Linked DNA regions of Rattus norvegicus: region 1 is linked to region 2. A link is a contact called in public Hi-C data. All regions are on one chromosome and are shown on one strand. Each heading gives the region's core, a stretch centred on a gene start, on an enhancer-like site or on the middle of the called end of the contact. The rest is flanking DNA. Distances are from core to core; before and after follow the strand shown. Region 1 holds the start of Marchf3 (membrane associated ring-CH-type finger 3). Region 2 overlaps Marchf3 (membrane associated ring-CH-type finger 3).

Region 1 (5,773 bases), core at 2,378-4,877, 60 kb after region 2:
CATACTATAAGGCCAACATCTTACTTATTGGTATTACCTTTAAACATGAGAGACAGAACCCAAGTATTATGCTTTTGTGGCTGCTGTTTGCTCATCTGGAATTAAGTGGGGAAAAAAACATTGTCCTCCAAAGATTGTTAAGTGACCTATCAAATGCCAAGTATTCCTCTAAACAGAAATTATCCACAAAGGTCTCTGTGATGATCCAATGATCTGGAACTATATAAGTTCAATGTCTCAACGTATCTAAATCCTTTTGTCATCAAGGAAGTAAATATTTGTGACATTTTCTGACCTCTGAGATTTTTTTTTAACCTTAATGTTAGAGAGGACAACTTCTGATATAGATCCATTCTCTTTGAAACCTTACCTAAGTGTCTAATGTGTTCACAGACTACGCATGTCAGGATCAAGAGGGTAAGTAAAAAAAAAAAAAAAACCCAATTGTTAATAATTTATAAATAAAAACTAACACTGATTTCAGTGAGAATACAGGTAAACAGTATATTTTCAACCCATTTCTGTGGGACAGCTTAAAGTAAATCTAAATTAACGTTCAGAGTGTATCATAGTGGGTGGGGCTCATGGCTGGTCAGCCAAGTAACTACAGTTTCCCAAGGAAACCCTGGATTCTGGTTAAGTCTGTGCTAGCCCTGATTACGTACATACTTCTGTCCTAGCACCAAGAGATAAAAGGAGAAATGAGGAACTACGTGTATTAGGGCTGGCCAAATCAGTCCAGAACATCCCAGCATCACGGGGACAGAAACAGGCAGCAGAGAACCAAGACTGAGGAGAGGTATTAAATTATCTTGCTTCTCCAGACAGACTTCTTTAAAATTGGGACCAATTCAGAATAGGAATGACTGAAGATTACAGGCACAGTGCAAAAGAGGCCCGTTGTTGAGAGAGTTAATAAACTATCAAATTTATAAGGCCAGTAAATACCACCTGGAAATTTCTGGATAATCAATTGTCATCTCAACTCACAGATCGTGTTATTTTATATCCTAAACACCATTCTAGTACTTCCTGATGTTCAAGTTGTCCTTTGTGTCAGAACTTGTCTTGAGTGCTTGAAAATGCAGATTCCTAAGCTATCCTGGGTCCCAGAACTGAATTGAAGGACAAGGACTGAATCCCCATGGGGCTACTCAGTTTATTTGAATGATTCATGTAAGCCAGGAGGATCTGTAATCTTCCTTTTGTGCCCTTCATCAATTTAGACATATACATTAGGAATTTACACATTTCCTCCAAATGTTTATGTAACATAAAAATGATAATACTTATGATGGGTTCTTAAAACCACCCCAGTTTATAATGAACACCACTATTAAATTGTAATTAAGAACATAGAATTATTGTGGAAAAGATCAACTGTGCTTCTTGAAGGTGTTGTCCCTATTGTTATTAAAAGTAACTATACTATTAAAGGAATTTATAGCTTTTTAAAGTATCAGTCACTTGCCAGCAGGAACTTAACAAGCTGTTATAATAATACTCCTCCCATACCTTTTTAGTCATCAGAAATTTTACGATAAAGCCTTTTTATTATTTTAAAACTACACATTGTGAGCCATTGTTACTAGTGATTAGACCAAATATGAACTTATTCCAGGGTATAAATTCCTAAAGGCGTGCTTCATTAGGATTACTAACGCAATCTTAACTTCAGCCTTGGCAATAAAGTTCTATTTACTTCTATTAAACTGTGTGTGCTCAAAACTATTTTTAGTGCATTCTCTGAAGCAAACAAACAAACAAACAAACAAACAAACAAACAAAAAAACCAAACCCACCAGTTTGTGAGATATACATGTTACTGCAAAGATGCAAATCAGCCTTGCTGTAGGTTAACTAAGAATCACTAAAAACGCTCTCGGGGATTGTGTTTTTTCTTCTATAATTGCCCCTCCTCAAATTATGGGTACAATTATATCAGAAAATACACTCCCCCTTCTAAGAGGCACCATTCCCTGCATCTCCCTCATTAAAACTGTAAGTTCCGGCCAAAATAATAGATGAAAATAGAAGTCAAGCGAAAGGCTTTGTTTGTAGCGGGTTGTTTTCCTAAGGGTTGCCCCCTACCCACTATCCACCCCAGTGTTCTGGCTGAAGTGTACATGCTATGTTTTAACAGATGGGCTGGCTGGCGGCGGCGGCTGGGCTGTAAAACAGGAACGCAGAATCTGTACTGAGTGGTATTGAACTGAGTGCTCGTAAAGTTCACGGACATATACTGACCCAGACAGACCAGACTAGATTCAGATATGCTTACACATACAGGATTAGATACCTTATAGCTAAGAGGGTTCATCTCTACAATCCAGAGGAAGTTCAAGGCTGAGTTAATCCTCTATATATTTCTACCTCACGCCCCTATCAGTCCCACACATAGACACACACACCCTCAGATATATTCGCTTGTACATCCGCAGCTACTATAAAAAAAATCAACGTTTTATATATTTTGAAAGACAGAACTATTCCCAACACCAGAGCTAACTCTCCATAGTCTTCTTAATAGGCTCTCACTCATATCAAATAAGAATGGCAAGACAATATTGCACTGAATTCTATTTAGTCCATACAGAATATAAGCTGCATGCAACTGCACTCAGAAAAATCAAGCTGCATTTATTACGAGAGGAAAGAGGAAAGGGAGGGTGTGTGTGTGTGGGGGGGATGTAACCCACGCTTAGCCACAAAGTGTCAGGTCTAACCTTGAATCCTCAGTTGTCAGTTCTTGCTACAACTTCATCACTTAAAAAACACGCAGGTGCTTTAAGGAACACCACCAAACCAGGCTGAGAACACCCAGCCTGGTGTTCGCCTCTAGGCTCCCTGCTGGTCCTAACCAAGTTCCTCAGACACACCTGGTGGCAGATGCGGAGATCTGAGCAACCCAGGAAGAGGGGCGCACATTCAAAGGCTGACAGGAAGCAATTACTTCCCAAAGTTTAGCGTTCAGCACCGCTGTCATTTTCGTCGGATCAGCAAGAGTACGGAAGAGGCCTGCTACTGTCCCCAGCGGGTCCCTCCAGTTCTCAGTCGGAACGCGACCAGCGCTTGCTGCGCACGCCGGCTCGGGCGCCGGTTAATGTTTAGGAACCACTCGCAGCCATCTAGGAACTGCTGTGCGCGCACCGAGGTGTCCCCGCGCGTCGTGTCGCCGCCGCAGAGGGGCAGGGGCGCGTCTGGGACTTAAGGGTGGCAACCACCAACGCCAAGTCGGTTCCGACGCATAGTCACGTTCTGGGCCGAGTTGGGATGCTTTGAAAATGAGAAGTTCGGGAGCCCGGACGCTGACAGAGAGTAAGTGTCCCCTGCCTTGCCTTGCCCTCCCACAGCCCCACGCTCCCACCCACCAGCACCAAGGCGGTCTTCGGCTCTCTGGCAACACGGCGCAGGGGAGCCGCTTTCACGGCGCGGCCACTCACCCTCCTGGCCCAGTCCAGACGCCAAATCCACGCCCCTGCTGCAGATCCTCAGTCCCAAGTTGCCCGGAACCGCCGGCTGCTCTTGCCCCGCCGGACCTGGGCGCATTGGCTTTACTGGGCACCTGACGGGGATCGCCGCAAGCTCGGCGGTCGCCTGGCTCAGCAGTCGCCCAGAGCGCGCTGACAATATACGGACCCGCTCAGCGAATGAGGCGGAACACCGCGCAGAGCTGACTAGGCTCCGAAGGGGGCGGAGCCCTGGGGCGGGGCCAGTCTTGAGCCAGCCCCTATAAGGCGGGGCGGCTACTAGTGTTTGACTGGCGGAGGCCATAGCCAATAGTCAGGGCACCAGGATCCTTGGAGGCTGTGGGAGGTGCATAGCGCGTCGTCCTGCCCCCTACTCGGTGTCCAATCGCTTGCTGGTGAGCGTTGGCCCGGAGACGCTCTAGCTGCCCGCAAGTTGGCAGTTGTGAAGTGCGGTGGCGGCGGCGGCGGCGGTGGCGTCTGGCAGCTCCTGCGTGGTCTGATGCAGTGGGACCCGAACGCCCCGGGAACGAGGCTGCGACCAGGAAAGGCTCTTGCTGACAGACTGTAGGAGTTCCCAGAGCCGTCGCGAGTGGGCACGCTGTGGAGAGCAACACTCGTACCTCATACCAATAGGAAGCGAGGAACTTGGCCCCAAAGGCGCCCCAGCCACCGGAGGATTCTGAGTACTCACACAGTCTGCGTCTCAAGGGTCCAACTACACTGGAAACGGTTCTAAGCTCGATTTGGCGGTTGTCTTTGAAACAAGAACTCTGGCTCAGCCAACCTCCGGGAAAGTACAAAGCAGGACTCTCCTTTTCCTTCCACAAGGTTAGGGACCTTTAGCAAAAGCCTTCTCATGCCCAAAGGCGTCCCATGCACTTCCCATCCGCCACAGTGGGTTCTGTGGCTGTCTGCTTGGTCCTCCAGGAATATCGAGAAGCCAAAACTATCCGTCTTCTTGGACAGAAAACCGCAGAGCAGGCCAGATCCGTCGGACTCTCCATTTCCCTCTCTCCCCTTTGGAAAACCTTGATTAGGATGAAGGCATGAAGCGGCTCATAGCTGGTAGTTAGGAGTGCACTGGGAGCCTTTAGACCACTGTTGGCTTTCCCCTGCTTCATTCAGTCTTGCCAGAATAGTCTTTTTAGTCAGGTTTTAAGACTACACCACACACACACACACACACACATACACACACACACACACACACACACACACACACACACGCACACGAATCAAAGAGTATTGCTGTCTAACTAAGGCTTAGAATATGAGCATGTCCTAGACTGTCTTCTTAGGGTAGGCAGATCCAATCTGTGCCTAGACCTGTACTTGTTGTGCATCCAACTTGTATTAACAGGAATGCACAACAGTATAGGAAAGGGGCCAAACTTCCTGATGGTCTGCCACTCACGTGTCCCCCACCTCCACACTCTTGCTTCCAATCCAGGCACTTCAGATCACTGTCTCAGCTCTGAGAAACTCTAAGGAACTACGTAGTCTTTCAGTACAGATGACTATTCATGTGTGAGAGAGCTGCAGGTATAATTTCAATGGCCATCTGGCTTCCACAACTTTCTCCTTTATAGCTCATGTCTCAGGAGAAGCCTCTGATGAGGTCACCAGGGAGAAGGAAGGTAAAAGGCCAGCTTTCATCTGGCAAGGAATGAAACAGCACCAGTAGCTGAGAAAGCTGCAACTCTTAGGTGAGCTCTGGCATGGGTTTGGTTTAACTCTGTGGAAAGAGGTCCATAGGCCTCTTGTTGTCAGAAGGGGAAAAATGGGACCCATATAGCCCTTAACAAGCTGTAAAAATTAGTAATGTCAAACCTGCACATTAAGTTCTGTCTTGCTTACTGAACCAAAAGACTGGTACAGATAAGAAAGATTCAATTCCAACAATCACTTGAAGCTGTGGAGTGACTAAGGGGAACGGCTTTGCCTACAAAAATTTAGAGGTAGATAAAGCGAAGAGAACATATGAATCTCTGTTCATGCTGGGACGGAGTGGGACTGGGGTGAGGACAGGTCTGGAGGAATCAGAGAAGGAGGTTCGGAAGACTACTCCTGGTTCTAGTGGTACATCAGTCAGATTTCCTCCCTGAGACAAAATACCCAAGGAAGTGTTGTCCTGGCTTACAGTTAGAGTTCATGGTCTCTTGACCTCTTCGGGCCGATGGCAGCATGGTGCTTCATGGTGGAAGCCCTAGGTAGAACACCACTGCACACTTCAATGGTAACCAAGTATAGGGGGCCTGGCAGAGAAGGGAGACGGATGGAAACACTGCAGTGTCCTTTCAGTG
Region 2 (5,217 bases), core at 1,325-3,824:
AGACTAGTTCACTGGGGGTTCAGTCTTAGCAGGACCCAGGGCTTCCCCTTCCACTGGTGCTCTTACTAGGATATTCATTGCTACCTATGGGGTCAGAGTCCAGGGTCAGTCCATGTATAGTCTTTAGGTAGTGGCTTAGTCCCTGGAAGCTCTGGTTGCTTGGCATTGTTGTACTTTTGGGGTCTCGAGCCCCTTCAAGCTCTTCCAGTTCTTTCTCTGATTCCTTCAATAGGGGACCTATTCTCAGTTCAGTGGTTTGCTGCTGGCATTCGCCTCTGTATTTGCTGTATTCTGGCTGTGTCTCTCAGGAGCGATCTACATCCGGCTCCTGTCGGTCTGCACTTCTTTGCTTCATCCATCTTTTCTAATTGGGTGGCTGTATATGTATGGGCCACATGTGGGGCAGGCTCTGAATGGGTGTTCCTTCAGTCTCTGTTTTAATCTTTGCCTCTCCCTTCCCAGCCAAGGGTATTCTTTTTCCTCATTTAAAGAAGGAGTGAAGCATTCACATTTTGATCATCCGTCTTGAGTTTCCTTTGTTCTAGGGATCTAGGGTAATTCAAGCATTTGGGCTAATAGCCACTTATCAATGAGTGCATACCATGTATGTCTTTCTGTGATTGGGTTAGCTCACTCAGGATGATATTTTCCAGTTCCAACCATTTGCCTACGAATTTCATAGACTCGTTGTTTTTGATAGCTGAGTAATATTCCATTGTGTAGATGTACCACATTTTCTGTATCCATTCCTCTGTTAAGTGGCATTTTAAAAAACATAATGTATTCCTTTCGGAATGTTTCCAGGTCACTACTATGGGTAGAAAACTGACATAACTCTGTGAATGGTGCTGGCTTCCAAGTCTGTTAGGGTATACAGTTTCCAGTCGAGTGGCCCCAGAATAATGATGTTTCAAAACTCTCGTGTTTGTATCTCACTTCTTTCTGCTGTCTCTCTTGTTGAGCTGTAAGGGCTGTCTGTTTGTCCTTCTTATTTACCTTCTAGTTTCCCTAGGACAGCTGCTTTCTTCTCTTCAAACCTGCTAAGAGAATCATGGTTACAGATACCTAATACCAGTCCCTGACAACTGACTTTCAAACTTGCAATTGATGATTTCAAAAGAATAAACTAGAAGCTGGATGTGGAAGCTGGATATGGTAGTACATGCCAGTGACTTTGGTACTCATGCTGGGGACAGGAGGATGGGTTGGAGGTCAGGCTAGGCTGCATAGTGAATTCCAGGCCAGACGGAGCTAAATGTCAAGACCTTGTTTTCAACCACAAACACTAACGCCCCTGGAAACAAGCTGTTAGCAAACAAGATGATAGATGCCTGGCTTCTATCCTTGGAAATTTTAATATCCAACTCTGTGGGCTTCACTCACGATTTTAAAATTATAGAAATATGCATACATAAGACAGAAGTGGAGAAAATAGTATAATGAACCACCAGCTCATCACATGGCTTCAGAATATTTAACCCTTTGCCAATCCTTTGCCATCTGAGGTAGAGTGAGAAAAGCCAGGGCTTTAAATAATTCATATATAATTTATAAACCATGAAATTCACTTCCTTACAGTATAGAGTTCTGTTTACTTCACAATGTTGTGAAGTCATCATCAACCAATTCTAAGATACTATCACAGCTCCAAAGAAAGCCATGCATTCACCAGAAGGCGTTTAGACCCTACTCCACAGCCGCTGGCAATTACTGATCAACTTCGCCTCTGTGGCTTTGCCTACTCTGACCATTACATGTGCATGTGACTGTGGAATAGGCAGCTTTTTCTGTGTGGCTTCTTTCCCTTAGCTTAAGAGCGTCATAGTGCTTCCATGCCTAGGGGGGGGAGGGGGTGATGCTGAAGTCTTTGCTCCCATTTGCTAACTATTTTGACTCTATGTGGTGTGTTGCTTTTTAATCCCTGGATCTGGGAGGCAGACACAGAAGGATTGCTGAAAGTTCAAGGCCAGTATGGTCTATACAATGAGTTTCAGGTTAGCTAGGGCTGGATATGAAGCTCCTGTAATTTGTTTGTTCATTTATTTTTGTCTTTTGTCTTTGTTTTTGTTCTTTTAAATCTTTGACAGTTTTTAGTTGCATTAGGTTTTCTTAGAGTTACAAATGTGTGTGTGTGTGTGTGTGTGTGTGTGTGTGTGTGTGTGTGTGTGTGTGTTTTATATGTTCTGGATATTAGACTCCTTTCAGCTCTACAAATATTTTCTTCTTCCCCGCAGCTCTGTTCCTATTTTTATCTTGCTTGTGTTCATTGAAACACAAAAGTTTTAGATTTAATTATTTTTTCCCATAGCTCATGCTACGGGAGATCTGTCTAAGAAATCATTGATGGAAGATAATGAAGATTCACACCTGAATTCTTCAAGAATTTTATCCTTTTAGCTTTTACATTTACATCTGGTGCATCTAAAATTTTTTAAAGGATTCACATGTACGTCTCAGGCAGAAGAAGTTTGGGAAGGGAGTGAGTGAATTTTGACAAGAGTTTGGAAGAAGAAAAGAATGTGAACTCAGGTGCAGTTTTGCAATAGGCATGCTCAGTGATAAGAGGCCCTTCCCTCCCCTTTTGGTTTCTGTTTCTGTTTTTGTTTTCTCTCTCTTGGCAGATGGCTGAGGTATTCACAGAGGCCCACAGCTAATTCTGTAATCATAATAAATATATCAATGCTGAGATCAATTCTTCACACCAATAAAGTATCAAACATGCTGAAGAGAAGCTCATTACAGTTCCAAGTCTAAAAACACAGTGTTCTCTTAGGCCGGCTCAGTGTGTGATGCCCCATAGTTTTCCTGATCCATAGCTTGGGAAATTCGGAGAAGAGAGAGAGAAAGTCCACAGGTAGGGTCTGGCCAAGGGATGATAGAAGGGACAGTGATCCTTTGGTCACTGGCAGAAAAACTAAGCAGAAGCCCTAGCCATCAATTGCTGGTTGACAGTTTGTCCCAGGGATGCAGAGTTAGGATCTCAGACTGCAGTGAGGATCCAAACCGTCGTAAGAGTTTGTAGAACAGACTCTTCTAGAGATTCTACTGTGGACTGTCGAGACAGGGCCATCAATTGACATTGCCAGTGGGCTTCCGGGCACTTCTGCTACTGGTGGTCATACATGAAGGAGCCCTATTTTAAATACAGGGATCCTCTCACCCTTGTGCTCCCTGAACCTGCTTGGTAACAAATAACAGTGCACTAAGAGGGTCAAAGGCTGTAAGTGTAGTTTGCTTCAAATTCCTAGTCACTGAGAGTCTCATTTCAGTGTACAGAGTCCAGATTTTTGGTGATGCACGAGAGTATCTTGATTTCAAGAATATTAGTATGGATTATATAACTACTATTTATTTTTCTGTGTTTTTATTTGATCTTGCTCAATCTGTGTGGACATTGGCTGTAGTTAAGAAGACTATTCAGGAACATCTTTTGTTTTTGAGGTAATGTATTTGACCTGTGGCCAAATGAGATTCTGAGAGATGTGACTTTGAAAGATAGAGCCAAAGTGATATTTTGATGGTCTGCAAAGAAATTTTATCAGTCCCAGGGTGGCTGCCAGCTGGAAAAAGTGACTTTCAAAAAAATGTCTAGAACAATCTACATTTATTCTCCCACCTTTACTTTCTATTAACTAAAAAAGTTAGGTAAGAACTTGATTTTCTGGTCTCTGTTATTTCTAAGATTAGAGCTTAAACCTGAGAACAAAATGTTAAGTCATGCTTCTGCCTCTTACAAACTGGCCATGGCAGAGATCAGTAAGAATCAGGGCCTTCATAGCTTACATGATGCAGACTGAGGACCAAGTTTGCTTGAGTGAAGAAAGGTAAGTAAGAAATTTATTTCATTGGTAAGTTGAGGAGTTAAAAAAACAGGAGAAAGTCTAAGAAAAAGAATAACGGTTGAAGGTATTATTATTCCTGATTTTAATAATAATAATAAAAAAAACCAACAGTGTGGCACTGGCATGAAAAGAGACATCAGATGAGTGGAATGGGACAGAAAATGGCAGAATTAAACCCATACAGGTATAGCATCCTGATTCTTGACAAAGAAGCCAAAAACATACACTTGCAATACCAGAACTGCTGAAATTGTTCAGGGAAAACACTTGGAGATACAGGCATTGGCACAGGGTCTTCTGAAAAGAGCACCAACAACTCGGGAAATAATATCAAACACTGACATGTGGGAACAGTCCCGTGAAGAGAAAGTCTGAAAAAGGGGGAGGTGTTTGCAATGTACTTGTCAAAGGATTAATAATTAGAATATAAAAAGAATTTAAAAAATCTAAACATCAAAGAACCACACAACCCAACCTACAAATGGCCAATGAAATGCATGAGCAATTCTCAAAATACAAGGCACAAAAGGCCAATAAACATAACAAAGACAGTTCAATATTCTTAGCCATCAGAAAAATGCATTTTAAAACGATTCTGAGATTCCATCTCACCCCAGGCAGAATGTCTTTCCTAAAGAAAAGAGATAACAGCCTATACTGGGCAGGATGTGGGAAAAAGGGAAGCCTTATGAACTGCTACTGGAATGCAAATTTCTTCAGTTACTGTGAAAATCTGTTTGGTGGTTCCTACAAAAAACCAGAACAGAACTTCCATATGAGTCAGCAGAGGTACCACTGCTGTGAATGTTCCAGAAAGACCTGCACATAAGTGCAGGCCTAAGAGCCAAGTCAGGGAATTAGCCTCGTTGTCTGTCATCAGATACACAGAGGATGGGATATAAATGCAATGGGGTTTTGTTTAGTCATAAAGAACAGGGAGATGATGTTGTTGGAAAAGGGATACAACCAGAGAACATTGAAATGGGCCAGATTGGGCAAAGACAAATATCAGATATTTTCTCTCATTTGTGGATCCTAGGTTCTTACATAGAAACGTAAAACCATAGGGTTAGGAAAGTGTTTGTACATATGGAAGAAAGGAAGGCGTACGGAGGAGTGAAATGTTAAAAAAATACATGATGTGAAACTGCCTTTATGTAACTAAGCACGATGCACAAGGAACATACATCAATGAAAAAAGAGCAGAGAGATATGACAGGCTGCTGTGAGAAGACACATTTAAGCTGTTAGAGTTAGCTAGACTTGAAGTCAACTAATCATGTTTGGAGGGAAGTGGATCGTTTGTTTTTAAGAAGAAAACCCAGTTCTATATAGCAAGCCTTTCTAAACTTCCCTCAGCGTGTCTGACTAGACT

Evidence for each region. A called contact is a pair of places that touch in the nucleus more often than the background predicts.
Region 1: a Hi-C map of liver shows a contact between it and region 2, with 1.9 times the contacts expected there. The contact joins the promoter of Marchf3 here to the enhancer-like site in region 2. A contact is called at or near these places in 2 of 12 Hi-C or Micro-C datasets (kidney and liver).

What each region holds. Positions count from the first base shown.
Region 1 is chr18:52,583,670-52,589,442 of GRCr8, forward strand. Marchf3 (membrane associated ring-CH-type finger 3) reads right to left here and starts at 3,628. Exons shown (of 5, transcript NM_001007759.1): 1 at 3,444-3,628.
Region 2 is chr18:52,524,992-52,530,208 of GRCr8, forward strand. All of the region lies in intron 1 of Marchf3 (membrane associated ring-CH-type finger 3), which reads right to left. It also overlaps the pseudogene LOC134483030. Among named protein-coding and RNA genes, the nearest start is that of Marchf3, 60 kb to the right of the region's middle. Within about 2 kb of position 2,575, at least 1 of the 93 cell types and tissues checked has an H3K27ac peak or open chromatin away from gene starts, as enhancers often do. A contact at or near this core is called in liver, where this site is marked.